2 separate regions of the Mus musculus genome follow, and region 2 is linked to region 1. A link is a contact called in public Micro-C data. All regions are on one chromosome and are shown on one strand. The core of a region is the stretch at or near the end of the contact, and the rest is flanking DNA. Distances in the headings are between cores, read along the strand shown.

Region 1 (5,093 bases), core at 810-3,309:
ATGGTGCCGGAGGAGCTGAGAGTTCTACATCTTCATCCAAAGGAAGCCATGAGCAGACTGTCGTCAGGAAGCTAGGAGGAGGGTCTCAAAGCCCACCCCACAGTGACGCACTTCCTCCAACAAGACCACACCTCCTAATAGTGCCATTCCCTGGGCCAAGCATTTTCAAACCACCATACCCCAACTTGCGTTTTGGTCATAGTGTTTCATTGTAGCAATAGAAACCCCAAGCAAGACTCACCAGAACATAAGGCTGTGATGTTCAAGGACATGTTGTTGTCTGTGGATACCCAACTGGAACAGAGGAAGAGCTCACTGCTTTTTTTTTTTTTTTTTTTTTCCGCTCAGGCAGGTTTTATTAAGACTCTTGAAGGGTGGGGTGCTGTCTGCCCTACGAGGGTGTGGGTATGTTCCTTACTCAGGCTATTGCTTCACATACTAATCTCCAGAAACACCCTCACAGTCTAACCCAGATAATGTCTTATCATCTATCCGGGGGTCCCTTTAGGCTTCCCATTAATGTAAAATTAACCATTGCGCCTGGTTTATTTCATTTCAGGCCAAACACAAACACAGGCCACCTCATAGATTTTCTAGCAAAAAATTGTTTTTGGTTTCATAAATCAAATTCTTTAAATCCAAGTAGTTTATTAGCATTGCTTTGAAATATTTAGTTTATAAATAGGGTGTCACTGCTGATGCTGCTCTGTAATATTTCAAATCAGAATAAAAATCTTATACTTTCTGATGATTCACAAATTGGCTGTATAAATCTGTGCTCACCTGAAGTTATAACTCCAGAATTGAATTTGTGGGCCTGCCAGACAAATCTTAGAGCATGCTCTGATTTACAAGTCTCTCTTTTATTAATGGTAGTTGTAGCCAAACTGGTTTTTAGTACTTTATAAGTCCAAAAATTAATTTCCATATCCTTAAATGAGTTTACAAATCCTAATATAGATTTACAAGTCTTGAAACAGATTTGAAAATCATGCTGGTAAATCCCGAATAAAATAACTTGATTTGCAAACCTGGACTCTGCACCTGGTTTTCTAGGAAGTGATTTATAAGTCAGGAGTTGAATGCACCCTGGCACAGTGGACTGCTCTCTCTCTGGGAAGTTCCTCTCTTCACATACCATTGCTCGGGACTGATTTACAAGGCTGCAACCCCAGGCTGGCAAAGGCTTCTTTGGCTCTGACACACTGGGGCTGGTGAGGGAAAAGGGCCACATCCCTCAGGCTGCCTAAAGCAGCTAAATCAGTAGGAGGACAGCAGGTCATTCATCTTTTTAGTCAGAAATGGAAAGTGCAGGTTCCAGGTTCTCTCTGAGTAAATCCTGAGACAAGGCTAAGGCATAGACAGCGGCTAGCTAGCCAGTGCTAGCCAATGGTGCCATAGCCTCGAGCCTGGATCAGGAGAGAGCGCATTATCCCTCAGATGGGCATCCACCCCCATAACGATGCTTCTATAGTCGTCCTAAGGAAGAGGCGCAGCCAACTAACTGGTGGTAGTTACTCCAGGGAAGGTGGTCAGAGAACAAAAGAGGAGAGCTTATGTCCTCTGTGATCATGTCTTGAACTATTACCATGACTTCCTTACCAATCATAGGCTAATTTCACAACTGAGGGAGCATTAGAGAGGTTTTTCTCAGGACTAGATGGGGCCAGTTTGCGTTTCCCTTACCCTTTTGTGGAGTACCCACAGGCAGCTGCCACCACAGGTCCCCTCGACCACCAGAGCTTTGCTTCACTCTTCAGAGTAGCTCTGGGTGTCTGTAAAACCCCAGAACCTCCCAGAGGATGTATTCTTGCTCGGTCATCCAGTTTCCTTGGACCAGGCAAGGTGGCTGCCCTGATCCAGGTGTGCATGTTAGAGCTGTAAACGGCATGCAGTTTGCTTCCCCCCTGCTTACGTGATACAGTGTTTGCAGCAGGTCTGGCCTATCCACCACCGTACCTTGTCTCTACCACCACCACCACCACCGGACTAGCCTCCTTACTGTGGAGATGTAGCATGCGTCCCAGGTCCTCCTGCCTGGCAGCCACAGCTGCACTTTGCCATTGTGTTCAAAGCCACCTGTGCCTGTCAATCACACACTTCTCTGACTACAAGCTACTATGTTCCCCTCGCTCGTTTCCTGTGTTGATCTTGCTCTGGTGAAGATAATTCCCCTGGATCAATTTGTGCCCTTCAATAACTCTGTCCAGTCTCCTAGAAGACATGAGTTGGCTCAGACACTTACAGTTTCTTTGCTTTGAAAGATGTTCCTGATGGCTATACACTATGGTGCTTTTTCAACTAACTCCAGCAGCTGTTTTTTACCCCCCAGTTAGTTCTATGTCTCCTAGCCTGATATCTTTCACTGTTGATCGGGAAGTGTTCCAGACTTAAATTCACACTCTTTTTTTTGTCCGGGCTCCATTCAGACAAAGTCTGGCGAGCCTCAATTTATTCAAGTGAGGAAATATTTTAGCCTCACTACCTTTTGAACATGGTGATTATAAAACTCAAATGAGATAAAATGGGTCAGAATGTCTTGCACATTTTTAATGCTATCTCCCCATAAGCTCCTAATATCTCCCCACAGCCGAGTCTAAAAATTCAAGAGTGACTAGGTTACTTTGCTCCAAATGACTGTGTTGGTGGCTCAGATAGTAATTACAATTCTGTTACATGATAGAAGAATTTAAATTATGTAAATTTGAAGCAGTATAATATGAAATATTAATAATATCTTATTTTATATGTAAATGTTGGGATAAAAGCAGTTCTCCAAAGTAAAAGAAAAAAATATAGTTGCTGAAAGTCTACCATTACTGGGCGGCTGGGCTGAGTAAGGGTAAGTTGTGTATATGATATTGTTACTGACGGTGCCGCTTTGGAGGGAAAGAGAAAGACACTCACTCTCTGTCAGAAACTGCGAACCGTGCCTTTGCTCCATGTGTTGAAATGTGCTATTTTAAATTCACTTTATTATAATGAAGCAATATAAAGAGCCAATAGAAATGTCATTCAAACTTTCATCAATCCTTGGAGCTGGCAGTAGGGGTATGCAACCTCTCCCTTTCTGCCTTCCAAAGCAGTAACTTTGCAACATAGCTTAGGCTTGATAAAATACCATTTATTTTTTATGTTTTTACTGTGCAATTATTTGGCAGAAAGAACTTGGGGAAACATTGGTAATAATTTGGAACAAACAAAGATAGGACAGCAAATCAGGCTTCCTTTTAGTTCTTCAGTATCATCTTCTAACTGTGAAGGTCAAGCCAGGGGGGCCCTGCTCCACCATCAGCTCCCTGTACCGTGCCTTGAGAACACAGGGAATGCAGTGATATCTGTAGAATAAAAGCCACTGGATCGCTTCGTTCATGGGAGGAAATAGCTTTGTGTTTTATAGGTTGAGGAACGCCACAGGATGCCCTCCTTTGTATGTAGTCTTTTCCCTGCAGTCTTGTTATAAAGATAGGGTCCCCACTTAAGATTCCCAACTGGACTCCAGAGCAGCCTGTCAGGTTGTTGAAACTGTTGTCCCTCATTCAAGATCTTTCTACTTTTATATTTAGATCATTGGATTCGTGAAATCAGAAAGGGTCTGCTCATATTCTTTTGGCTTTCCTCAATATGAAATGAAAACAGGCTTTCAATAGATATTTTGGAATAATTGATTAAAAATATGCACCTGTATTGTTCACAGACTCTACGTGGGGTCTAATAAGAATTTCACCCCATGAATGATTTAGAAGGATTATTTTAATAGATGAGGTGTTTTGTTCACAGCAAGTCCACTGATTTGTACCTGAGCTTAGACTTAAGACATGATTTGCGGGGCCTGCTGATTGCAAAATGACTGGTTAAATCTTTGCTGTGGTCAGGAGCTCTTTATTTGGAAGATATGCAATAAATATATTTACGTCCAAAGCTTACTTTGTGAACACAAAAGACCTACAGATTTGAATTATGCATATATGAGCAACACCCCCATCCTTATCCATGCCTGGAGCTTGAAGAGGGACTGACAAACGTATTGCAAGTGTGAACTGAAGGGAAGCATGAAGCACCTCACAAAACCAAGGCTGAGAGAGCGAGAACTATTATAAGGACATACACCATATATTTTTCTCCTAAGAGTTAAATCCAAAATGTTTGGAAGCTAGATTGGGGAACAGACATTAGAGCTTTAATTCTGTTAATCTTGAATAAAGTTGCTAATCTCGAATAAATTATCATTTTGCAATCTTTATCTATATCTAGCTAATTTTATTCTAAGCTTTTCTGGGAGCAAGTGCAGGGCCACCACAGCACTCCTGAAGGGCGTGTCAGAAGGGCCTAGAAGAGAGGGGAAAGCCTTGGCCTTCTGGCAGTCAAATCTGTGGGTAAGTTGCCTTTATTTGGGAATTAACTGGTCGTTTAACTTTGAAGAGCAGAAGTCTGACTCACAGTTGACAAAGAGAAGATCCTTTGAAAAGGAGGCTGGAGAGGCCAAAGCATCTGAATGAGAGAGAAGCAAATTTACAGTCTTTGTTCCCCTTTCCCTCTTTTATCGGTTAAAATGTGCCTTTGAATTTTGTCTCTTTGGACTTCTCAGCAATAGGTGATTCTTTTGTGAGGCCACAGGAAACTGAGCCATTACCTTAATCCTTTGTGCCTCGTGGCCACGTAGGAGATTTGTAATGCAGCAGTATTATATACACTGATTATGATCCACAAAAAGCAATGGCAGCAACCATAAGTCCCCAAATGGTTTTTGTTCATTGCAATAAATGATATTTGCTGCATTAAAAATACTTCCTAATTACATGTGACTGTTTTCTTGCCAAGTGCTGAGCATGCCTGGCCTGCCTTCCCCGAGCTAATGGAGGCTTCAGGTGGAAAAAACATTTGTACTTGAAACTGAATTTCTAATCTGAGCAGCTCCCCAAATGGGGCTTCTGTTCTTGGGGAAAAAAGTGTTTCCTGTGTATTTCCAGAAAGCCATCAATTATTCAGAGGAACCTTTCAAAAGTCAACAGCTTAAATAAGAAAATGCACCATGACAGAAGGAGGCAAGAATGGGGATTCCCAGGTTGAGTGGACCCTGGTAAGAATAAATT
Region 2 (5,396 bases), core at 373-2,872, 210 kb before region 1:
GAAAAAACCCCATAATGTCGAGGAAGAAAAAGAAATCTTTTTTCCCCATAAGGTGGCACTGTGGCTCTTTCAGTCTTTCAAACAACCCGTGGACCCAACTGGTATTTCTCTCCTTGTCTTCCTTCCCCCACCGTTTCCAGGTGATCCTCAATCAGCCTCTCATAAAAATGAGAAATAATTTCAAAGGAAACTCGATACTTACAAGTTTGAGGTAACTTGCAAGCAACTTCAATTTCTCTGTTTAGCCTTCTTTACAAGAACCCCCCCATTCCCGGCTTTGCTTTTACAATAAAGTTTTTATAGCAACTTTTGTTATGGTTTATGGCATTTTGTTTATACTCTTTGTGCTCTATATAATATGATGGTGTGCCTAGCAGTCTCTTATGAAGTAACGTACATAAGGAATCCTTGAAATGTTTCAGGAAATAAGCACGAATACCAGCTTTAGATAATCCAGTTTTGTGGTGTTCGAATTTTCTCTTTTCTAGCCAACCTTTATATTTAAGTTGATCCGTGTCTCCTTGTTACCTTTCTATAGGTAAAAATTAAAGAGCATACCTTCATTTATTTTTGAGTAGCATTTATGACATATCCATGTGTGTGTACATTTATATATATTTATATAAAAAGTATTCATTGGCTTACTGTAGGTTGTTTTTTTTTTTAAATGCTCGTATTCGAAAGTAAATGTTTATATAAATTTGCTGTTTTCTGTATCAAAGTTCAGAGCCAGCTGAGTTCCAGTCTGCTGGCAGACCACAGGCCTACACGGATCTCTTAATGGTGGCAGCAGGCGCTGGGGACAAAGCGACAAGGCGGGTCTGGTGGCTCCTGCTCTGGTGCAGAGGTGGTCTCCAGAGCAAGGGGCCTGAGCCTTTAGCCAGCTTGGCACAGTAAGCGGTCATTCTGGCTGCTGCTTGCTGGGTGGCCTGCGGAGCGAAGCCGTGGGTGGGGGGGGGGTGGGGGGGGGCACGACTGAGGAGGGCAGGGTTTTGGTGTAGGAAGAAGCCTGACGAGTCTGTTGGCCATTATAACCATCAGGGGGAGGAAAAGGAGGAAGGAAGGGGGAGGCTAGAGAGACAAAACCAGAGAGTCAGTTATCAACAGTAAAAACCAGGTAATCGACAGGGCAGCGGCTAGCAGTGGAAAGAACGGACGGTGCGGAGGGGAAACCACGCGCCAGAAGCTGCTGGGTCACTGGCGGCCCGCCGCGTGCGGGACTCTGCCACAGTTTCGGAGGGGCTGCCAGGACAGGAGCATTCGCTGGCTGTGGAATTTCTGGGTCACAGAGCACTGGCAGAGGTGGCCCGAAGATTGGCGCCGGTGGGCCGAGCCAGAGTCCGGGAGCGTACCTCCAGCCCAGCGGACTGAGGCTGGGGGCTGCCGGCTGGTGCCCAGCTAACCCCGGATCCCGGGAAGCAGGCGTCCTGCAACAAAGTCTCCAGCTCAGACACTTCCAGGGACCATCCCTGCCAGGGTGCCAGCTGAGACCCGAGCCCAGAGGGGTTTACCAGCCTCACACTAACTCCATAAATATGCACAAGTGCATCAGAGGAGTGTGTGCCTCTCAGGAGGTAAACACAAAGCAATCTCAGGAAAGAACAGTGCCCAGTCTATACCATAAATCGATGCTTTCTTAGTGATAAGCACCCCGTTCAGTGAATAGCTCCTGCCAACCCTCACTGAGTATTTAATGATTATTAATTGTCGAGACACCTTTCACCCGAAAACGGCCTGTCTGAATTGTCTTTCTTCGCCTAGAAGTGCGAATTAAAGTTTCTTTGTTAGGGAGAACAAAGAGAAATCCCAACTATTTTAAGGAGGCTTTAGCATTCGACTTGGCAAACCAGGTTTTTCCCCCCTAGAGATCAACGCTCTTTGACTCGCCCCCTCTCTGTCACAGCCTCGACAGAGTCGTCTGTGGGACTAGGCTGGTGTTCGTGGGCTGGATCCCTTCTACAGATTAGCAATTTAGCGTTAAAAAGTTTAGAAGCCCTTTAATTCAGTCTTGTACTTTGACATGGGAGGTAATTGAGATCTGGAGAAGTTAAGGCCATCTCGCAAATTTGTGCCCAAGCCAGGAAGGGTCGCCAGGTCTGGGCTCCTTGGAGAAGGCACTCGCTGTTCCTTAGTGCCTAAATTTAAGCTCATCTACTCTTGGGAGCCCAGTACAACTTCCCTTCTTCAAAGTTTGTCAAGAAGGGAATAGCTTCCTCCTTTTCATTAGAAAAAAAAAAAAAAAAAGATTTTCTCTTGCTGTCAGCTTCATTCTGACATAGATCAGGAGTGGAAAAGTGTGTGCTATGGAATAGAGTCATTAGTAAATCCATCTCGTTTTTTGTTTCATTTGACAGCAACACATTAAATTAATCCCTGTCCAAAAGAATCACATTAAGGGAGCTGTCAATGCTAATCCCCAGCTCATTGTTGCTACCTAGCTCGGGGTTGACTTTAATAGGTCGCGCTGACATTTGTTTCTTCCAAAAGACAAGAGACATGTCGGTGACTTCATCCAGACCCGAGAACGTTCCCTTCAGAACTTAGAGGCAGCTCAAGTTTTGCAGACCCGGGATTCTTTGGGCTTCTAGCTGTAGGGTTCCAGCTGTTGTTGGAAACCTTGATTCTAATCATTTAGCCCTTTGAGTGAAGATGCTTACAACGATGAAAAGGAGTGTAGAATCTTCTATGAGGAAAACAAAACAAAACAAAACAGCATCCCACTGAAAAAATAAAAATAGGATGTTATTATTATTTGTGTACTTCCCAATTTTAGCTACCCTAATTCTCTAGAAATAGACTTGGTTGTGCAGGAGCTAGAGTTAAGATAAATTAGAAAAAAAAGAAAAAAGAAAAAAGGCTCAGAAGCAGGGCTGAGAAAACTTGAAAAAATATATCAGTTAAGGCTCTGCAGAGGGTTCGGAAAAAGGGAAACATCTTGGCCAGTCTTGGCAGGAATTCAGATAGTGAGAATATAGGCAGCACAGACCTTAGAGAAAATACATTACGCCAATATGAAAACAGCCCTTTAGACGACATTCATAAACTATGACTATAAAATGTCCATGCTCTCTCTCCTCTTGCCCCCACCCCCACACAGGGATGTGGGTTTCCCTGCTTTGTGGGATGACACTTAAGGAGTCCAGAACTCAGGGTTATATATGAGCCTTTGTTTCGGCAACTAAGAAAAAGCAGAGGGCTGATTCAACCTTAAGTCATTTAACCTGTTTTTTAAAATAGGCTTCCCATTTTGAGTTTTATAGATATTTGGAAAGATTTTTCGAGAACAGACTGGGAACTAAAGTCAATGATTAGTGTACAGGTGCTAGAAAAAGCAGTTGCATGTGTAATACTTTTCTTTATTCTAGTTGAACCATGCTTTTTCATATTGCAGGGTGACTTTCCATTTTAAATCATTTTATCATGTACAAACTCACATTTGCCTGATCCCTCATTTCTGGAGAAAAAAAATCTGTATTTTCAAGTTATTGCAGTTGTGCCTCTTTTTATGGTTTTAGGCATTCTAGTTTTACTATATTATTGTATATTATTGTCTTATTATTTCATATTATTATAGTCTCAGTTTCCATTTTTTTCTTGTCAGGGGTCTGGGGCACAGTATCTTTCATTGTATACGTATTAGGTTCAAACTTGAAGAAACTATAATGCAAGACAGATTGACATGAGCAAAGCATGAGTATTTATTTGATATAATCATAAGTGACATAGGAAGTAGAGAGCTGAAGAAAACAGTCTAGTTTGATAGGTTGTTTTGTTTTGTTTTGTTTCTGTTTTATTTTTTTGAGGATGGGTCTCACTTCACAGCTTGTGATTTTTCTGCTCCGGTTCCCCATGTGCTCCTACTATGATCCATTTAATTTGAATTTTTTAAAGATAGGAAGTTCAAGGAAGAGTGTTAATTTGTGGGGAAATATGATAGGACAAATGGAATGTGAGGCAGAGACAATAAACTGGAGAGCAGAGCAAGATCTGTTTGCATCTCTCTCGTCTTTGGAGAGGTGGATTTTTTCCTCTGAGTACAGGAAGGGCACCCCATGTGTGACTCTTAAGACCTGTGTCAAGGAATTCTGGGAAGTCCTTCCTAGGCTTTATCACCTGTTCTGGGAAAGGAAGGTAGGGGAGAGTTAAAGAAAGATTTCTGTTTGTAGGAAAGCTTGAGAAAAACAGAACCAAAAACACACTGTCAACTTAAAATATACCCAGGCTCAGAACCAAAAACACACCGTCAACTTAAAATATACCCAGGCTCTGTATTTTGTGATAGCAAGTCCTGAACCCTATCTGGAATTTCTACCTTTGAAGTAACAATTGTGTCTTTAAAAGACATGGTTTGACTACGTAGCTTAGGCTGGCCTCAAACTCACAATCTTCCAGTCTCAGTGTTCAGAGTTCTAGTATGATAGGCGTGTACCACCATGCTCAGCTTAAAGTCAAGCTCTTACAATCTCCACAAAACACATTCTTTTAAATCTGTTGAAAATTTTTCTATTTATTTTAATGATCAAACAGATGAGTTTTATTCAGAAAATGGGCCAAAGGTTTTGTGGTCCTAACAAAAAGGCTTAATAAGATCAGTAAAAAAGAGAAAAAACGAAGAAAAAAAAAGAAGAAAAAAGAAAACAAGAAAAAAGAAAATGAACTGTGCATGTCCTCAGACTCTGACAACTGTCACGAGTCTATAACATAAGACTTTAGGTTGTATGGTGCCAGTGAACTAAAACCCAGGTGACATTTAGAGCTTGGTGGGTTAGTGTGGGTATAAATGAAATGTTAAAGCTCCAGGGACTCCAAACAGTGCAGAGTATGTATGTATGTATGTATGTATGTATGTATGTATGTATGTATGTATGTATACATGTGAGTATGTGTGCAGTAGTTTACATGCACATGCGGGTACCTGTATATGAAGACAAAAGGTTAATGTCTGGTATCTACCTTGATTACTTCCAATTTTGGGCTTTTGACTGAACCTGGATCTAACCAGATATAGCTAGTCTTGGCCTCCTGGCAAGCCCCAGGTACCCCACGTCTGTCTTCTTGGCACATGCTATAGTGCTGGCTCTTTACATGGGTATTGGGGATCCAGACTCAAATCCTTATATATAATTCTCTACTTTACTATTTGAGCCATCTTCCCACCCTTATACTTTTTTCCCCCTCTGATTTCAAGTCCATTGGAAAGACCGTAACTGACAACTGTGGCTCATTTTCACACTCAAATTATATCTGTGTAACTTTGGTAGGAAGCCCCCGGGCTGGTGTGCTTCTTGCGCTTGCCTGGATACTAAAGTTGCTGAAGGCATTAATAAATGGTAAAACCCTTTCGGGGATGGGAGCACTGGGTGTACGGGGAGATAAGAAACCAGAAGCCTGGGCTC

Evidence for each region. Hi-C and Micro-C count contacts between places; a contact is called where the count stands out from the background.
Region 2: a contact with region 1 is called in a Micro-C map of muscle stem cells, with 2.6 times the contacts expected there. The contact joins two enhancer-like sites. A contact is called at or near these places in 3 of 484 Hi-C or Micro-C datasets (embryonic stem cells, muscle stem cells and nephron progenitors).

Annotation. Positions count from the first base shown.
Region 1 is chr4:31,720,662-31,725,754 of GRCm38.p6, reverse strand. No RefSeq gene overlaps it. Among named protein-coding and RNA genes, the nearest start is that of Gm32412, 110 kb to the left of the region's middle. Within about 2 kb of position 2,059, at least 7 of the 459 cell types and tissues checked have an H3K27ac peak or open chromatin away from gene starts, as enhancers often do. A contact at or near this core is called in muscle stem cells, where this site is marked.
Region 2 is chr4:31,933,582-31,938,977 of GRCm38.p6, reverse strand. No RefSeq gene overlaps it. Among named protein-coding and RNA genes, the nearest start is that of Map3k7, 28 kb to the left of the region's middle. Within about 2 kb of position 1,622, at least 80 of the 459 cell types and tissues checked have an H3K27ac peak or open chromatin away from gene starts, as enhancers often do. A contact at or near this core is called in muscle stem cells, where this site is marked.